Regions from separate parts of the Mus musculus genome. Here region 2 is linked to region 1. A link is a contact called in public ChIA-PET data. All regions are on one chromosome and are shown on one strand. Each heading gives the region's core, a stretch centred on a gene start, on an enhancer-like site or on the middle of the called end of the contact. The rest is flanking DNA. Distances are from core to core; before and after follow the strand shown.

The links. ChIA-PET counts read pairs in DNA pulled down with a chosen protein or histone mark.
Region 2: a contact with region 1 is called in an RNA polymerase II ChIA-PET map of memory CD8 T cells, with 69 read pairs. The contact joins the enhancer-like site here to the promoter of Eif4a3 in region 1. A contact is called at or near these places in 2 of 39 promoter capture datasets (cranial neural crest and liver) and 3 of 115 datasets of contacts at active chromatin or transcription factors (effector CD8 T cells, memory CD8 T cells and pancreatic cancer cells).

What each region holds. Positions count from the first base shown.
Region 1 is chr11:119,297,928-119,301,681 of GRCm38.p6, reverse strand. Eif4a3 (eukaryotic translation initiation factor 4A3) reads left to right here and starts at 1,639. Exons shown (of 12, transcript NM_138669.1): 1 at 1,639-1,854. The coding sequence starts at 1,686.
Region 2 is chr11:119,669,613-119,673,037 of GRCm38.p6, reverse strand. It overlaps Rptor (regulatory associated protein of MTOR, complex 1), which reads right to left. Exons shown (of 34, transcript NM_028898.3): 3 at 1,678-1,760. Among named protein-coding and RNA genes, the nearest start is that of Rptor, 68 kb to the right of the region's middle. Within about 2 kb of position 1,822, at least 80 of the 459 cell types and tissues checked have an H3K27ac peak or open chromatin away from gene starts, as enhancers often do. A contact at or near this core is called in effector CD8 T cells and memory CD8 T cells, where this site is marked.

The DNA.
Region 1 (3,754 bases), core at 390-2,889:
TCATAACTGATAGATTACAGCTGCTTACTGATTTACAGAAAACCAAGGTCTTCAAATCACTTGGGTACTCTAAGAAATTACAGCAAGGTGGGAAGACAGCTTGTGTTAAGGGATGACCCCAGTGAGTTTGATCCTGGAATTCACTAAAGGTGGGAGAAAAGAACACACTCTCCACATTTGTCCCCCGACCTCTGCATCTGCATCTGTAGCACGGGTCTGCCCCCTCACACATACCATAGGAACATACACAAATATACGCAGACACAATAGGCAAAGATATGTGAGCAGAGTGGCCCAATAGGAACACAATAAAGCCCTTTTTAGTTGTTACATCTGATGAAGTAACAAACAGTGCAATTAAGCTGCATTTTAAACAGTATCCCCAAACTATAATTAGACTCATTTCAACAGGCAGTATGAAATGGAGACTTTCCATTCTTTTCTTAGGAGGTCATTAAAATCCACGTGTACTTTACAGCAGAGATTGCAAAACCACCCTTAAAGTCAGGCTTGCCAAACTGCATGAGCACCAGGAATAAATCCTTGTGGAGTGAGAAGGCAAGAGAACTTGGAACTCAGTTGTTTAGTCCCAGAAGGGTGGCCAGCTCTGTGTCTTCAATCGTTTACCTGGTCTGGACAAATCCTGATACCAGAGCAAGAGCAGAGCTCTCTAGGGAAGGAGGTGATAACTTGTTTTATTTATTTATTTATTTATTTATTTATTTTTGGGCGGACATACTGCAACCCACAACTTCTCCATGAAAAGATAATCTGGTTATAACGAAACATATCTACACAAAATGAGGTTTCTTATAGTAGCTTTAAAAGATTTGTGTTAGTGTGTGTTTGTGTGAGTGTGGCCCCCACAGAGGCCAGAAGTACTGGATCGCTTGGAGCTGGGGAAGACAGGCTGTTGTGAGTCACACGGTCTAAGCGCTGGAGCATAACAAGGTTCCCTGGAAGAGGAGTAACGGCTCTTAACGATTTAGTCATCTTTCCTCAAAAGCAGAAAAAAGGAAAGAGGCCAAGTGCAAATGAATGTTTGCTAGAACTCGGGGTACGGCTCGATCCACCCTCAGAAACAAACAAAACAGACAGACAGACGTGCCCCAGTAAGGAGCAAAGCCCTTGTGGAGCCTACGTTGAAAATCAGGATTCTTCAGAGTGACTGGGGTCAGCGGCTCTGAAGGATTCTCAGATGTGATGGCAGCTTAGGCGGCCCCTGCTCTCCCCTCGGTCCCCACTGATTTCCCCAGCCACCCCGGGCGAGCAGCTTGATTCTCCCGCCGCTTAGCGCTGCGGTTGCCATGGCAACGCAGTCAGCTGCGAAGGAGCGCGGAGCCCATCGGGCGGTGCCATCTTCCCTTGCCCCGTACCCTCGGGGACACCCTGGCGTCCGTCTTGCTCCTCCCAGAGACCCACATCCCTATCCCGAGCCGGCTGCGGACATCCAAGGAGCCGAGAGTACGGAGAGCCGCAGGCGCTTAGCGACGGCAAGCCCAGCCTCTCGCCGAATCCCGCGGAGCGCGGAATATCGCGAGACCTGGAGCGCCGTGCCTTCCGCCCCTCTTGACGCTCTTCCGCGGCGCTGCGGCGCGTCACTTCCTCCCGACCGGGCCGGCGGCGCGCGCCTTACATCCGGTTCCCGCCGCGGCTTGCAGTTGTCTTTCTGCGGAATCCGGATCATGGCGGCTAACGCCACGATGGCGACGTCTGGCTCGGCGCGGAAGCGGCTGCTCAAAGAGGAGGACATGACCAAAGTGGAGTTCGAGACGAGCGAGGAGGTGGACGTGACCCCCACGTTCGACACCATGGGCCTGCGAGAGGACCTGCTGCGCGGCATCTACGCCTACGGTGGGGCGCGGGCCTCGAGGCGGGGGAGGTTGGGGGCCGGGCCCCGGTAGGACGGGGTTAGGCCCGGCGGCGACGAGCGGCTCCGCCCCAGAGCTCCGGCCTGCTCCCCCGGGGCTGCAGTCAGCCAGGCTCTTCAGTGGCTCGTGTAGCGAGCGGATCGCCATGTGTGTCCCCCGAGGTGCCCCGAGCTTTGATGGGGAAGTCGCGGCTCTAAGTCTGGTGGGTTCTCGCCTTAGGGAGTTTAAAGCTTTCTAGGGAGGCGAAAAACACGAAGCCAAAGTGCTTCAGGCGGTGGGAATTGGGAAAACAAGAGAATGAGCAGCTGGGTAGAGTAGGTAGATTGGTAGGGGACAGTTAAAAGAGCCGAGAGAGAGCTCCCAGAGGCGTTCATAATCACCAGGGTGACCCTGGCTTCTCGAAGCCATGGCCAGACCTGTGCCAGGAACAGAAAAAGAACCCCCTGTCATGTTTTAAACGCCTGGGTAAAGATTTTGAGATTCATTCCTAAATACCGCTGGAAGCCACTGCAGGGCTCTAAGCAAAATTGACAGGATCGGGCTTACAGTTTGAAAGTTTATCTTGGTGTCTGGATTTGGAGTTAGAAGAGGAGGCGGGGGTGATGGCCGGACTGTAGAAGAGAGATGCTGATGTTGTCGTTGAGTTGGAGCTGGATTTTTTTTTTTTTTTTTTTTTTTTGAGTGAATGGTCGGTCATGCTGCTGGTGTGTGTTTAGGAGCATTTAAGGGAGGCCAAATGAGCTTTGTCTTTTTGTTTCTGTCCTTTTCTTTTTTCCTTTTTTTTTTTGAGACTTTCTCTTTGGAGCCCTGGCCGTCCTGGAATTCTTTGTAGACCAGGCTGGCCTCAAACTCAGAGATTCCCTGCCTCTGCCTCCCAGATGGTGGGGTTAAAGGTGTGCCACACCAAGCCAGGATTGTTGTTGTTGTTGTTGTTTTGAGGTAGGGTCTCTACCTAGCCCTAGCTGCCCTGGAACTCACTAGACCAGGAAGATTGGTCCCTCCCATTTTTAATGATACCCAGCTTGGGTTTTCGGTAATCCCAGATGTAGGCAAGTTGGCAGCCAAGAATAGCATTACAAGTCCTGTGTTGAGCTGGCAAGTGTCACTAGCTACATCTTAAAAGAGTGTAAAAATAAACTACAACAAGCCAGTCTCACAGCTTTAATCCCAGCACTTGGGAGACAGAGGTCAGTCTACAAAGTGAGTTCAAGATAGCCAGGGCTCTGTTACTTAGAGAAACCCTATCTTGAACAACCCCTCACCACCCCCCCACCACCCCCACACACACCAAAGCAAACCAACAACATCTTTTCTGTATAAATTATGTCTGCTTATTTGGAAAGTACTTGTGTTTTTGTTGTTGTTTGTTTTGAGACAGGTCTCTACATAGTCTTGTCTGTCCTGGAACACTCTGTAGACCAGCTGGCCTTGAATTCATAGAGATCCGCCTGCTCAGCCTCTCTGCTGGGACTAACAGGGTGCACAGCCTTGTGTAGTCTTCATTCTGTTCTCATTGCTGGTGGTAATGCCCAGCAGGTGGGGTGGTAGGTACCTAGGATGGGGCTGCCTGCAGGCAAGCACGGGGCATCTCACCTCACCCCTGTGCAGGCTCAGTACTCTGGAGCCTCGAGCAACACAAGTTCGAGTGCTTGCTGGCAGGAAGGGGCAACTGCAGTGCTTCCGGGTTTGTGGTTTTGCTTGTAGAGGAGGTTTCATGTGGCTTAGGCTGGCCTTGAACTCCTGGTGTTCCTGCCTCTACTTTCCAAGTGTTGGTGTAGTAGACTTCACAGGTAATCTCGTAGGCTGGGCTGTAAAGATGTGCTTGGTCCTGCCTGGGTTGCCTAGGGTTGGCGTAAGAAGCAGTGTGTGTCCCCTGGGTAGTT
Region 2 (3,425 bases), core at 573-3,072, 370 kb before region 1:
ACCTGGTTTCTCTCTCCCTCTCTCACCCTGCACACGGCACAGCTCAGTCTGGTGAGTCCACTGTGAACTCCCAGCTGTCCCTGACTCTGCCTGTGAGCTCCCACACCCCTGCCTCTCTCTGTGCACATTTACCTATGATAAACTTCCTCTACACTGACCTAGGAATAATCGTGTCCCCTTCCTTTTCCTTTCATTTCTTTTACACGTTCATTTGGTGCCAAAAACCAGGACCAGACTTATTCTTTCCTTTTTATTTCTTTTTGTTATTATTCAGTAATACTCTATAAACATACAACTGGAAGATCTGAATGTACATTGTACCCTCAACAAATAAACAAAAGTATAAAAAAGACCTAGCAAAGGTTGGCGCAGCTGAGTCAAATTTATGTCCTCTCCATGCATATCACAGAAGCAAGAAATGTCACTCCACACATGCTCCCTCCAGTGCTAGCCCACCAGCTGACACACTGGGCACCTGCAAAAACTTCAAAGAAGATATTCTTTCTTTGGAACACCAGCATCTTCAACTACTAATACACTCAGTAACTCTCCAATCCCCACCCAACTGCCAAATGCACTACACTCTCTGGAATTTTCTTGTAAACCCCAAAAATAACAGATTTCAAAGGCAAAGCTTTACAACAAGTGTCAAAACAACCCTGAGGACCTGCCTTCAAAAGAAAAGCCCAAATGTAAAGCACAAAGACCCAAGAAATCTCCCCCAACACTTAAGACACCTCACAGGCAAACACTACAGCATAAACTACCAAGAGCACTGCTCAAGCCCACAGCAGGTGTCTGATTCATGGCTATTCTCTTACTTGAAGAATGCAAATAATGTACGAGAGACTCCTGGATGGACTTGATAGGGGATAAACGGTTCACAAGTCAGCCTCCTGGGTAGGCAAGAGTTAAGTGGTGAGGGTCTAAGAATCCTTTGCTTCCCTTCTACTTATAGCATAAGGGGGGGAGGGGGGGTCAAACAAAGTCACAGGCACACAGCCGGGGTCACCTGCTTGCTCACCCTGCCTGACTTCACACAAGGGTGAACACTCAGGCATTTATTTCAACACCTCAAAATTCTAATTTCCCATTAAATTTACTAAATCACCAAAGCAGTTAGTGAGGAAGGTAAAGGAACATGGGCTTCAGGTCACTCGTGGACAGTGTGACGGTGAAAACCATCCCACACTGCTCCTGGACAGTGTGACCTTAAACCCCACACTGCAAAAACTCTGAGAGACAAGCAACAAAGGCACATAGTCTAAGAGGAACCTCACCTTCTGTATGAAAGCTGAACTCACAATAGGTGTCTCCCTTTTGAATGCTGGGCGCTCTTTCCCCACATGTGAACGCTTACGGCAGAAAAGCTCTATCTAGCAGATGCTGTAGAAAATTTATTGAAAATTCATTTTCTATGCAAAATTAAAACCTTGATTTAAGAGTACCATAAAGAACACCTTTTCTAAAAGTTTGGGGAAAGTTACACCAAATAACCAGAACCCTGGATGCAGCACGCAAGCTCCACTGACTGCACTGGAAAGGCTGACAGTGACAGTGACAGAGGCCTGGAGGAGCAGGCTCTTACTGGATGATCTGAGATGAAGCCAGACTGCTCTCTCAAGTTCAAACCACACAACCCATGACTGAAAGGAAGGGCAAATGGAGAAGGCTTACCCTTGGCTGCCAGTTCTCATACTGCTTCTGTAGGTTTGCACCGATGGTTTCCAGAGCTTTCTGAGGGCCCATAGACAGAGGATCTGTAGAGGCAACAAAGAGAAGCTCAGTAACCACACACGCTCTCCGCTGGGGAAGTCCCCTTTGACAAGATACACACCCAGATACGCCTGTTTTATCTGTGCTTAACCAGAAGCAGACCTGATACCACGGCCCAGGAAGGCTGCTCCTGCTTGCGCACTAAAAGGCAGCAGGGCAACCACTTCCCACTATGCGGCACCGGCCATCTTTCCTGCTCTTCACTTCTGCTGCTGTTCAGACTGTCAGAAAGGCCTGGCTATGCTACTACCATATTAAAACTGCAACCCTCCTTGTGCAGAGATGGCTGTGAAGGAGGGAGGGAGGGAGGGAGGGAGGGAGGGAGGGAGGGAAAGAGGGAGGGCAGCAGGGAGGGACAGAGGGACGGAGGGACTGATAGAGGGAAGGACCAAGAGCAACACTCAATCATTTTCACCTCGATTGTAATGTTACTACACACACAAGAAAAATGGCTGGCACAACACACAAAGACACCCTTAGAGTGCTGCTTAGTCATCAAATAGCTTCTATGCTAACAACACTCAGACTGCAGTTCTCACACCTATCTGTGTCAGGACCCCTTGCCAGTCTTTAAACATCTGATGACCCCACAGAGCTTTTGTCTATTGATATATACAACATTAGAATATGAGAGTCTGGCAAGAGGATCACAAGTTCAAGGCCAGTCTGTACTACATAGAGAGTGAGCAAGTAAGGGAGAAAAGGAGTGTTTATAGGAAAAATTATTTCGCCTTTATTTATTCATTTAAATATAACAAGCTAGAGCTGGGAAGATGGCTTACAGTCAAGTGCATGTGTTGTTCTGCTACAGAAGCTTTGTCCAATTCCTAGCACCCTCACCACAACTCACAACCGCCAGAGCTGCAGTTCTAGGGGACCCAGTGCCTGTTCTGACCTCCAGCAACAGACATGCATGCACAGACATACATCTGAGTGAAACACTCAATGTATATAAAGTAATTATTTAAACTAAATATGATAAACCCACTATGTCTAAACATGAAAATTATGATCTCTCCAAAAGCTTAGTGAGAGCAAGCTAAAGATGTAGCTCAGTTGGTAGAGTGCCTCGCCCAGCATGCATGCAGCCCTGGGTTCCATCGTCAACGCTACAGCAAAACCAGGCATGTGCAAGCCAGCCCCAATTACATGTTGTCCTTTATAAGGGAGGGAGACAGGGAGGGAGGGAGGAAGGGAGGGAGAAAGGGAGGGAGGGGGAACCAGGCACATCGGTATATTCCTGAAATCCCAGCAGTCAGGAGGCAGAGGCGGGAGGACCAGAAGTTCAAGGCCATCCTCATCTATACAGAGTTTAGTGAGAAGAACGTGACTGTCTCCAGCGTGTGACTTAACACACGGCAGCAGGACTCTGCCTGGGGCTGTGTCCCCTCACCCCATCCTCTGACGTCTGTGGATGCAGTTGATGCACACAAAGTGGCAGCACTCACTCACACTCACTCACACTCACTCACTCACAGTAGGGAGAGGAGGCTTTAAGCAGGAACTTAGTTGCCATGGCTCTTCTTGCTGCTATGACATCTCTTTGCCATTACTTGCTATGTGGTGTCTGCAGCACAGCAATGAAGAGCTGGCCTGGTAGCACCCAAGATGGGTCTTTTCCCCAAAGGTGGCTTTGTGCCCCGAGGCAC